Regions from separate parts of the Podarcis muralis genome. Here region 1 is linked to region 2. A link is a contact called in public Hi-C data. All regions are on one chromosome and are shown on one strand. Each heading gives the region's core, a stretch centred on a gene start, on an enhancer-like site or on the middle of the called end of the contact. The rest is flanking DNA. Distances are from core to core; before and after follow the strand shown.

Region 1 (5,671 bases), core at 873-3,372, 290 kb after region 2:
AGAACCCAGCTGTACCAAGCCAAGGGCCCATTAGACCAGCACTCCATTCTCACAGTGGCCAAGCAGATGTCTCTTCGGAAGCTCACCAGCAGAACCAGGGGCTCCCAGAGGGTTTATGGGGCCTGGGGCATGTGCAACTTGGAGTTCCCCTACAAGAACTCAAGAATGTGTGTACAAAGGGAGGCATGTGAAAATTATTGCTTGCATGGACTGCGTGCGAGCAGTGGCGTAGCGTGGGGGGTGCAGGGGGGGCCGGCCGCACCGGGCGCAACATCTGGGGTTAGGGCAAATCCACAGGTTAGGGGGCGCAAATCCACGGGTTAGGGGGCGCAAATCCATGGGTTAGGGGGCGCAAATTACTTGCCTTGCCCCGGGTGCTGACAATCCACGCTACGCCACTGCGTGCGAGAAGCAGAAATCTCACACGCAGCTCTTGGAAAAAGGAGGGCCATTCCCTGGCAAGAGCTGGCACAGTTTACATCACAGACAAGCTGGAAGAACATAGTAAATGTGTATCAAACATATCCTACAAAATTAGAAAGCAAGGAACAAAATAAAGTTGGAAACACTTTCTGTGTCTAGGTGCATGCAACAGGAATTGCAGGTCTAAGCAAAGTCTTCCTTGTCTTCATTGATGCAAAGTTATCCTGACTTGAGAGCCAGTGCAGTGTAGTGGTTAGAGTGCTGGCCTACGACCAAGGAGCCCCGGGTTAAAATCCCCAGCCTTCCACCAGCAATATGGAGAGAATGATACTGGACTATCTGGACTACTGGACTATTTTACAGCCTTGTTGCAAATTTACTAAGCTGATTTTAGGCCTAGGGCTTGGAAAAACTCTGGGGGTTCAGACCTGCGTGACCTCGCCCAGTCGCTGTCTCCCAGCCTCACCTACGCCGCAGGGTTGTTGTGAGGCTAAAACGGGGAAGGGGAGGAAAAACAAGGGCATCCCCTTGAACTCTTTGGAGGAGGTAAAGGTAAAGGGACCCCTGACCATTAGGTCCAGTCGTGACCGACTCTGGGGTTGCGGTGCTCATCTCGCTTTATTGGCTGAGGGAGCCGGCGTACAGCTTCCGGGTCATGTGGCCAGCATGACTAAGCCGCTTTTGGCGAACCAGAGCAGCGCATGGAAATGCCGTTTACCTTCCCGCCGGAGTGGTACCTATTTATCTACTTGCACTTTGATGTGCTTTCAAACTGCTAGGTTAGCAGGAGCAGGGACCGAGCAACGGGAGCTCACCCCGTCGCGGGGATTCGAACCACTGACCTTCTGATCAGCAAGTCCTAGGCTCTGTGGTTTAACCCACAGCGCCACCCGCGTCCCATCTTTGGAGGAGAGGGTGGTATAAAAATGCAGTAAATAAACAAGGCTGCATCCCCTGTTCCTAGGAATTTGGCTGCAACAATTACCTCATAATAATAATAATAATTTATTATTTGTACCCCGCCCATCTGGCTGGGTTTCCCCAGCCACTCTGGGTGGCTTCCATAGAAACCAAAAACCCCACTAAAATATCATACATTAAAAACTTCCCTGAACAGGGCTGCCTTAAGATGTCTTCTGAATGTCAGGTAGTTGTTTATCGCTTTGACATCTGCTGGAAGGGTGTTCCACAGGGTGGGCGCCACTACCGAAAAGGCCCTCTGCCTGGTTCCCTGTAGCTTTGCTTCTCGCAATGAGGGAACCGCCAGAAGGCCCTCGGCGCTGGACCTCAGCGTCCGGGCAGAACGATGGGGGTGGAGACGCTCCTTCAGGTATACTGGAGCAATTTATTCTTGACAGCAATTATGAAGCGGCCTTCATACGAGGCCCCAGCAAGCTCAGCCCCCTGCTACTGCTGCTAGAGTACTGCCTTTCCCCACACCTTCCAATATCTATGGGGAGCAAAGAAAGAAGGGGGTTAAAAAACAAACAAACAAGGCTGCTGTTCCTTTAAGGCCAACGCGCGCTTCCCTCCTCCGCCTCCCGAGGCACGTTCCTGCGCTGACCTCTCCGCCGAACTTGACTTCAAGGAACTGCTCTACGCCCGCCTCCGCCCACCAAGCCCTAGCCGTGCCCATTCTAGCAGGTGATTGGCTGCGATGCTGCTCTTGCCCGCCTTTCCTGGGCCATTCCGAACTATCCGGCCGGAGAGGCAGCCCACAGCAAGTTCGGGTGAGGCCAAGCAGCTGGGGCGAGAGGAAGGAAGGAAGGAAGAGGGGCAGCTGGGAAGCAGGTCGCCTGCAAATAAAAGCAGGTAGGGCTGAATGGTGGTTGGTGGGGATGGGAGTATTAGATCAGGAGCAGCTGATCTGGAAGGGACACCCTTGAACCTGGGAGTTCTGGGTTCCCCTTCAACTGGGGGGCTCCTCTGTTCTTTGTAAGGGCTGCAATTCTAAACCCCACACTTTCCTGGCAGTAAGCCCCATTTGATTGAGTGGTACTTGCCTCTGAGTAGACCAGGCTTTGCTTTTGGAGGCGTTTGGCTCGCAATACTAAAAACCCACTTTCCTTGGGAGTAAGCCTCATTAATTCACTAGGACTTGCCTCTGAGTAGATCTGGCCAGGATCACGCTACAAGTGTTTCCTTTTATTGCTTGGGAGTGTGGGCAGAGAAGAGAATTTGCCTGGGTATTTACACACACACACACACACACACACACACACACACACACCATTTTCCATTGCAATAAACAAATGATGTGTAGGAATCTTTGCTCTTTGCTCCAGGGGCTTAGAAAGGGAGCCAGGGGTGTGTTGATGTGGAGAGTGGTTTTTCTTTTTAACTTGTACGGCTTTCTTTGAGGTGTGCAGGTAGGACTCCTCTACCCCATACACAGAACAAGGCAGAGGATGACTGAGGCATTGAAATTCAGGACTGCAGCACTTAAGACTTCCGGGGTGGAGGGTGTGTGTGTCATAGTTTGGGATGCTAACTAAAGCTTTGTTTGTGCATCTAGTAAACTAGCCCAGTAGGTTTGCGGTGCGGGGAACCTGTTGCCCTTTTGTGCTAGTCAACTAATTGAAGGGATATGGTTTTGCTTTTAAGCACATCCTGGAGTCTGTATAATACAGTCCACATTTATTCATGCTGTTTACTGCCTAATGTGTGGAGCTGCTATTGATGTGGTGCCCTCAGTGTGGGCCTTTTAAACAGAGACTCAGCAAAAAGAGCATGAGGGCTCCCAAAGAGGGCAGGGCCAGCTTACGTCAAACTGTGCTGACACACATTACCATCTAAAGGCTCTTTGTGTGCCAAATTGAGTCCAAAGTCCAAAATTGCACAACTATTTTCTACTAGGATACTTCTTTTGATCTGGTTGGAGGGTAATGGGGAATGCAGGTAGCTTTAATTGGTCCCTTCTCTCCCCCCCCCCCCCACCCTGTAGTTTAGGGCAATGTTTTTTTAAAAGCAACACCTACCTCCTCCTCCCTCTTCTTCAGCGATCACTTGTAGCCGAGTAAGATTGTCTTCCATAAACATGGTTTTAACAGTGAGTCTGTAAGACACTGTGGAGGCCAATTCTGGATCCACATCCTTCCACAGTGGGGGCATAGGTTTCTGGGCAGGAGTTGATCACTGTGAGGGTTTGCTAATTGTGCCTTCCTCTTAGTGCATTTCTCCCTTTTGTCCTGAGTTCGAGTGTCTTCAAAACCCATGACACCTTTGGTAAAGGCTGTTCTCCAACTGGAGCACTCACAGGCCAGTGTTTTCCAGTTGTCAGTGTTTACACTACATTTTTTTTTGGATTTGCCTTGAGAGAGTCTTTGATCCTCTTTTGCTGACCACCAGCATTACACTTTCTATTTTTAAGTTCAGAATAGAATAGTTGATTTGGGAGATTATAATCAGGTAGGTTAGGGCACAAATATGATACGCTGCCAAAACAATAGAAAGTTGAACAGCGATGTCCCCTTATCTGGCATCATTCTCCTGATGTACAGAGGAGAAGGCCTTGAGGGGCCTGGGAAGGAAATCCTATGCTGATGAGAGCGAGGGTGCTTTCATGCTACTTGAGAGCCTGTTGGAGGCAGCATCTGGCTGTGCTCTGTTGGAAACAGGATTTTTGGCTTGATGTGGCAGCAGGGCCCTTCTTATCTGTTCTAGTAAGTGAGAACAGCAGTAGCTCTTAATTTTCCCCAAGGATTAGATCAAAGACCTGAGAATAAGATAACCTGAACATGTGGCTCTGATTTTCCATTCTTGGATTTAAAGAAAAAAGACTACTGGGTGGGGGCAGAGTCTATGGCCCAGTCATGATTATTTATCAAGGGATGGGATAACTGAAGGTCCAAACCAATTTTGAAGGGGCTACTCTGAGCCTTCCCTGACGCAACTTGCCGGTGGACAAGTCATCAAAGCAAGGCAGGCTGTCCTGGGACATAAAGTGTTCTGAAACAGGGCGTGTAAGTTTTCAAAAGATCTTTAGCCTTGGAAGGCAGAGAGTCACTCCTGTCACGGGGATCTCTTAGCACCTGGAAGGTATGTTCAACCTTTGCTTTGGGGACGGGCTCAGTGATAAAGCCAAAGGACCCAGGTTCAATCCCTGCTGTCCTCCTGTTTGAAATGCTGGAGTGCTGTTGTCAGCTGCTGCAGACCAGGGGTAGCCAATATGGTGTCTTCTAGATGTTGCTGGATTACAACCCACATCTTCCCTGTTGCCCATGACGGCAGGGGCCAGTTGGAGTCCAACAAGGTCTGGAGCGCAGCACATTGGCTATGTCTGGTGTAGACAGTACTAAGCTATGCAGGCCAGTTGTAGAAGGCTGTTTCAGTGTTCATCATTCTATGTTCTCAGAAGCTCAGGGAGGGATGGCTGGGGAAGGGCTTTGTCTGTGGCAGTTGTGGAACTCCTTCCCCCCATCCCCAGCGGTACATCTGGCACATTCATTATCCCGATTTGACAAATGCTGAAGACACAGCTCTTTACTCTGGCATTGGACACTTGAGGTGCATATTTTTAGCACCCACTTTATTTCTGTAAGTTGTTTTAAACTGTTTTTAACACTGTGTTTTAATTGTTGTTACCCGTCCTGGGACCTTAGAGTAAAGATAATGATGGTGATGATAGTTTATAAGTATGTACAATGAGATAATATGTATTTAAATACCAAAAAAAAAATATTGCAGGTTTCCCCCCCCCCCCTTAATCCAGATTGTTCTGACCATTTTCTGCAGCAGATTTGTGGATGAACTAAATGCAGAACTGATATGGAATAGACCAGACATAGGTTGATGTCTCCATCCCTTCTCATAACCGTGTATGAGATGCAGGAAGCTACAGAAATAGCCAAAAGGGAAAGTGCTTTTTGAGGTTTCAGTATTGAAGATGATAAAAAGAAAGAAGGTTGTCAGAGTATGAGTCACAGCAAAATCTAAAGGATGGGCACGGTCTGAGTCCCTGTCCTAGAGCTTACTTAGCATAATGAGTAATCTGAACCCTTCTGCCATGGCTGCTGAGCTAAGCTTCATCTGTGGCATCCCAGATTCCCAACTGTTGTTAAGGTATATTGCTCATTTTATGATCATTTAAAATAATAATACTCCAAATGCTTTGTGTTGTGTTGCAGAGGTTTTTGTAAAGCATGAGGCTGAGTGAGGCACTGACTCAGCCCTTCCAGGCTCCTGCCAGCATCCGAAAGTTCTCAAGCAGCCAAGTTTACCTGTTCAGAAGCAGGCCGTCAGATTCGGA
Region 2 (6,181 bases), core at 2,826-5,325:
TTAAAACGCTGTTCCGAAGGGGGGGGGGGACACCTGCCCCAGCCGCCCCACTTCGGAAAGCTGTTCCGAAGCGGGGAGGGAGGGCGGGGACATCTGCCCCAGCCGCCCCACTTCGGAAAGCTGTTCCGAAGTGGGGAGGGGGGGCGGGGACATCTGCCCCAGCCGCCCCACTTCGGAAAGCTGTTCCGAAGCGGGGAGGGAGGGCGGGGACATCTGCCCCAGCCGCCCCACTTCGGAAAGCTGTTCCGAAGCGGGGAGGGGGGGCGGGGACACCTGCCCCAGCCGCCCCACTTCGGAAAGCTGTTCCGAAGCGGGGAGGGGGGGCGGGGACACCTGCCCCAGCCGCCCCACTTCGGAAAGCTGTTCCGAAGCGGGGAGGGGGGGCGGGGACACCTGCCCCAGCCGCCCCACTTCGGAAAGCTGTTCCGAAGCGGGGAGGGGGGGCGGGGACACCTGCCCCAGCCGCCCCACTTCGGAAAGCTGTTCCGAAGCGGGGAGGGGGGGCGGGGACACCTGCCCCAGCCGCCCCACTTCGGAAAGCTGTTCCGAAGCGGGGAGGGGGGGCGGGGACACCTGCCCCAGCCGCCCCACTTCGGAAAGCTGTTCCGAAGCGGGGAGGGGGGGCGGGGACACCTGCCCCAGCCGCCCCACTTCGGAAAGCTGTTCCGAAGCGGGGAGGGGGGGCGGGGACATCTGCCCCAGCCGCCCCACTTCGGAAAGCTGTTCCGAAGCGGGGAGGGGGGGCGGGGACACCTGCCCCAGCCGCCCCACTTCGGAAAGCTGTTCCGAAGCGGGGAGGGGGGGCGGGGACACCTGCCCCAGCCGCCCCACTTCGGAAAGCTGTTCCGAAGCGGGGAGGGGGGGCGGGGACACCTGCCCCAGCCGCCCCACTTCGGAAAGCTGTTCCGAAGCGGGGAGGGGGGGCGGGGACACCTGCCCCAGCCGCCCCACTTCGGAAAGCTGTTCCGAAGCGGGGAGGGGGGGCGGGGACACCTGCCCCAGCCGCCCCACTTCGGAAAGCTGTTCCGAAGCGGGGAGGGGGGGCGGGGACACCTGCCCCAGCCGCCCCACTTCGGAAAGCTGTTCCGAAGCGGGGAGGGGGGGCGGGGACATCTGCCCCAGCCGCCCCACTTCGGAAAGCTGTTCCGAAGCGGGGCGGGGGCGGGAACACCTTCTGAAGGCGGGCGGGGGGCGAAAGTCTTTGTCCCCCCTGCCTGCCTTCCCAGGGGCTTTTAAATCGCCTCGGAGAGCGGAGAAGTCCTCCGCTGTCCCGGGGTTTTTTAAAATGCTGGGGGTGGGAAGAAAAGCCCTTGTTCCCCCCCCCCCCCAGCCTTCAGAAGAGGTCCGGGGACAGACTGTCCCCGGACCTGGTCTGAAGGCGGTTTCCCTAGGAACGCATTAATTGATTTTCAATGCATTCCTATGGGGAACCGTGCATCGCAAGACGAAAAAACCGCAAGACGAAGAGACTTGCGGAACGAATTAATTTCGTCTTGCGAGGCACCACTGTACTTGGATGTCAGTATATTAACTCCCCCCCCCCCAGACACACCAAGAAGAGTGCTATAAAAGGCCACATGTCCACTCAGAACATAGAGAAAGTGGGTAATGGGGGCAGATGTGTTAATCTGCTATGCAGAATCAACTTCTTCCATATCCCACATATGATCACTGCGATCTGCAGGGGAGCTTCTCCTACAACGTCCAAAGATTTCAGAAGCCCACTCCATAGTAATTTGGAGCAGGTAGCAATGTGGTTCTATGGAAAAGCATTCCTTTCAATATATGACAGATGCCCACTACCTGCACTTTCCAGAAACAATTGTAAACATGCCTTCCCAGCTATGTGAATATGTATATCCTGTAAGTGTCTAGCTGGTATAGCTGTTTTATCTGCTGCTCTTTTCTTTACTGTTTTAAACTGCTGAGCTGCTTTACTGCATTCTCTACATTTCCGTGAGACGTGTGGAAGGTGACAAAAATCCTAAATCTCTGAGGTACTCAGAAAAGGCTTCTCATTCTAAACACATAGTTTTTAATCCAAAGAAAAGAACTCACCATTACTTTTCAATTCCTTCATGCCAGAGAAGGGGTGGAACTTGAGCAGAGGTGACAATATAGGTCACCTCATTCCTCACCACATACCCTTCCCAGATCAACTCATCTTGATTTACCTGCTTCCCTTCTCCCAGAGATGGGAAACCCGTGGCCAGTCAGATGCTGTTAGAAAGCAAACTCCACCCGCCCAAACAGAACTCTTATTAACACAACTAACCCACCCCATCATCTTTCCGATTCTTCCAAATGAGTCACATTTATTCCTTCTGAATCTATTCTTATAATCTCCAACTATGTTCCCAAGCTTCCAATTTGCCTCTGACAAAAAAGTGGCCACATTTCATAACTCCCCATCAACACACAACCTAGCACTACAATCTTAACCACATCATTAGAAAGTAAGCCCCACTAAACTCAATGAAATGAACTTCCAAGTAGACATGTACAGAAATTGAAACTAAAGAAACTAAACTAAAGTAAAAGCTTCCTGGTAGCACAAGCTGTTGAACAGTGAAAGACTACTGTACTTCAGAATGTGATAGGCACTTCAGCATTAGAGCTTTTTAATCAGAGGTTAGATTGCCACATTTGGGGGATGCTGTAGCAACAGCACTGGCAGAGGTTGGATTAAATGACCTTTAATGTACCATCCAACACTATGAGTCTTTCACTTTGGCAGGGGGAGGGATATCGTTTTCAGACACTATTATAAAATAATTAAGTTATTTATGTGGATACAATAAAGCAGCCAAGCAACAATTACAGGATAATAAACAATGGTAAGTTGTTTCTTTAGGTTGTACTGAAACACTAGCTCACTATGGCTAGGATGAACTACAAGCAGAAGACAACTAGCACAGAAGCCAAAGAAAAATCAGGGAAGAGAAGCCCCCTCCTCAGCACAAAAATGCAGCAAACTACTACAGGAGAAACAAAACACTCTCTCTGCCTGACCCCAGAAGGGTTCTAACATTTTTTCCACCCTCAGACTCTTAACTTTTATAGCCATTTTTTTCCAGTTTCTTACCAGCCTTTCCCTGCAAGGTCTACATTTTTTTAGTAGCCTTCTTACCTGTCTGTCAGCCAGAGGTCCTAGGATAGGTTATAAGAGTTAAAAACAAACAAACACAATTACAAAAACAAAACAACTACAGCCATAAAGCTAGGTTAAGGAGCGTTCACTGAAATAAATAATTAAAGAAACAGCAGTTGCAAAGGAAAACTGGGTAAACCTAGCCACCCCTTCTGATATGGCGAAGGGGCTAAGCACCCTACCAAACCTCTAGCGGAGCAGGCCCCTCTCTAGCTTGCAAGCAAGGAGCCAAGGCAGATATCCTATCCCTATCCTATCCCTGCCCCTCCTCCACCATCCCAGGTGAGGCTCACCCAATAATAATAATAACAGCAGCAGCTGCTGCTGCTACCGCCTCTCCTCTCCCCCAGCCCGTGCTGCTATTGGGGGAGGGGGCCGCTAAGCCCCTCCCTCTTCGCCGGCCGTTACCTGTCTGTCTTTCCGTCTCTCTCTCTCTCTCTCTCTCTCTTTTTCAGTCACTCACGGGCCCGGCCCAGCCGCCAGCCCGCGGCCACTTCGCCCCCTCGCTGGCGGGGCAAGGGGGGGAGGGCTTGCGTACTCGAGGAGGAGAAGGGAGCCGTAGGCACTGCTGGGAGGGCGAAGAAGAGAAGCGGCTGCGGAGGGAGACTCACTTTGCACCGACCGACTGACTGACTGAGGAGGAGCCACCTCCTCTCCTCACTCCGGGGTCACCGGGCAGGGGCTGACCCCGGCGCCCAGCCAATCAGCGGCCGCGCTCGCCTCCCCTCCGCCTCGCGCCGCAGCCCACCGCCTCTCCCGATTGGGCCGCGCGGGGGTTCCGAGCGCTCCTCCCCTCCCACATCCCCGTTCCCTCCCCCCCCCTCGCTCTCGCTCTCTTCCTCTCTGTCCCCCCCACCCACTCCCTCCGCCTCACCATAAGGGGCACAGTCCCGCTGCACTCCCTTTCGGCACTTCCGGAATCATGGCAGTAACTTTTTTGTTGTTGTTGTCTCGCCTGCTAACGCCGGGTGTAGAAAAAGAGCTTTTCGTTCAGATAGGCAGTGGGAGAGCGGCTCCCCACATACAAAGCGATGGCCGGTAGCGATTTTCCGTTTAATTCCCCTAAAGTTCATGCTGCGCGAATTTACTCTAAACTTTTCTTATCTCTATGGACTCCCACCGGAAGTTCCGGGTATTGGTGTCACTCTATTTTTTGAAAATTAAAAGATCTATATGTTCTACGGTTCGCTGCTAAGAGAAAGAGCGGGGCGGAGCCTTCCTTATCTCCCTCAGTGCCGGAAAGCGCGAACCAGGGTTGTTGTTTTTTGCGACGGGGAAGGCGGGTCGCTCGGACTTTCCAAGAGGAGGTGTTAGCGCTGCTTCGATGGCTAGGCCTAGAAGCTGGGGTGGGTTGCCTAGCAACGCACGGGCGTTCGTTGTAGTGATGCTGTTGGAGGGCCTTGCGGGGGGGGGGGACGGCTTTTCGCTCTCGGGACGCGGTGGTAGAGCCTTGAGCGGGTTGAGTGGACTGTACCACACTGCAGGTTTGGGGGGGGGGGGAAGGCTTCCTTTATTATGAGAGGCAGCGTGCTTCAGAAAACCGGCTGCTGGGGAACGCGAGCAGGAGAGGAGTTACTATGTTTTGGCTCTGCTTGTGGGCTTCCAAAGAGTCAACAAGATGATGGACTAATCACTAATGTTATGTTGCATTTATTTCCCACCCCACCCCCCCCCCGCCCAAGGAGCTCAAGTTGTGCTTCTGCTTGTCTCCTTCTTTAATCCCCACAACAACCCTGTGAGGTAGGTTAGGCTGAGAAGCAGTGACTGATTGCAATATATCTACATGGTTGCAATAATTCAATAATAATAATTTATTATGTATACCCCGCCCATCTGGCTGGGTTTCCCCAGCCACTCTGGGCAGCTTCCAACAAAACACTATACAGCGGTACCTTGGGTTACATACGTTTCAGGTTACATATGCTTCAGGTTGCAGACTGCGCTAACCCAGAAATAGTACCTCGGGTTAAGAACTTTGCTTCAGGATGAGAACAGAAATTGTGCTCCGGCGGCACAGCAGCAGCAGGAGACCCCATTAGCTAAAGTGGTGCTTCAGGTTAAGAACAGTTTCAGGTTAAGTACGGACCTCCGGAACGAATTAAGTACGTAACCCGAGGTACCACTGTATTGGTGTTAGCACTGTGGCCAAGGAACGAAATAAGAACTTAACCTGAGGTGCCACTGTATATCAATTTAACCCCCCCCCCCCAAAAAAAAAACAATTTCCAGTCAGAAAAATAGCCAGGTAGAAGGCTAAACGAGCCTTCGGTTTGATCCAGCAGGACTCTTACATTCTTAATGAACTGTCCTAGTTAAAAAAATAAAAATGGAATTATCCCTCACCAACCACTAGCACATCACAGACGGAGCTGTTATCTGTCATCAACTCCATCCTGTGTGCAGTTCTGTTCATCCTGTGCTGGTGCTGGACTTCAGATTTTGGTTTTTGTAATATATACAGCGTACAAAAGTCCATTCAGCCCCTTCAGGATCCTACCACCTCATTGTGCTCTGTAAATGTATCAGGTTTCAAGGAAGGACTACCAGGAAGAGATGGGTATATTGATAAGTTTTAAGATGAGGCATATGAGGGAAGGAGTAGGATGCAAAAAAGTTCTTGTGCTTTATATTACTTAATATTTGTAGCATTTGTTATATAGCACTCTAAAGATTTCAAAACGCTTCCTATTACAACAGCATTGTGCCAATCATAGTAATAATTAACCTAAGAAACAACCTAGGTTGATTAACCTAGTAGGTTGCATCCTTACTTCTCTTAATGGTCTCAGGTATGGGTGAGTTTTCAGAAATGAACATAGTTCTGAAATGTGTGTTTGTTTAGCTGAAATGTGTATTTGTTTGGCTGAAATGTTTTATTTGCCAAAGCCATGTGTTTTCTTGATAAATTGTATGCAATAGTAGATTTAGACTGCGATCTTATACATACTTTTCTAGGAGGGTGACCTCATTAGTGTCTGCTTCGAATAGACTTGTAAAGAACTGCACTGTTGGGCTGCAGTATCTATTTTT

The links. Hi-C and Micro-C count contacts between places; a contact is called where the count stands out from the background.
Region 1: a contact with region 2 is called in a Hi-C map of tail, with 5 times the contacts expected there. The contact joins the promoter of LYSMD4 here to the promoter of LOC114584561 in region 2. A contact is called at or near these places in 2 of 3 Hi-C or Micro-C datasets (blood and tail).

The regions. Positions count from the first base shown.
Region 1 is chr14:23,410,228-23,415,898 of rPodMur119.hap1.1, forward strand. LYSMD4 (LysM domain containing 4) reads left to right here and starts at 2,123. Exons shown (of 3, transcript XM_028706717.2): 1 at 2,123-2,235; 2 at 5,552-5,671. The coding sequence starts at 5,565. LOC114583954 (a long non-coding RNA gene) reads right to left here and starts at 2,018. Exons shown (of 4, transcript XR_013390668.1): 1 at 1-2,018.
Region 2 is chr14:23,121,814-23,127,994 of rPodMur119.hap1.1, forward strand. It overlaps LOC114584561 (protein Lines homolog 1-like), which reads left to right and starts at 4,076. Exons shown (of 17, transcript XM_028706527.2): 1 at 4,076-4,189. It overlaps ASB7 (ankyrin repeat and SOCS box containing 7), which reads right to left and starts at 4,050. Exons shown (of 6, transcript XM_028706537.2): 1 at 4,026-4,050.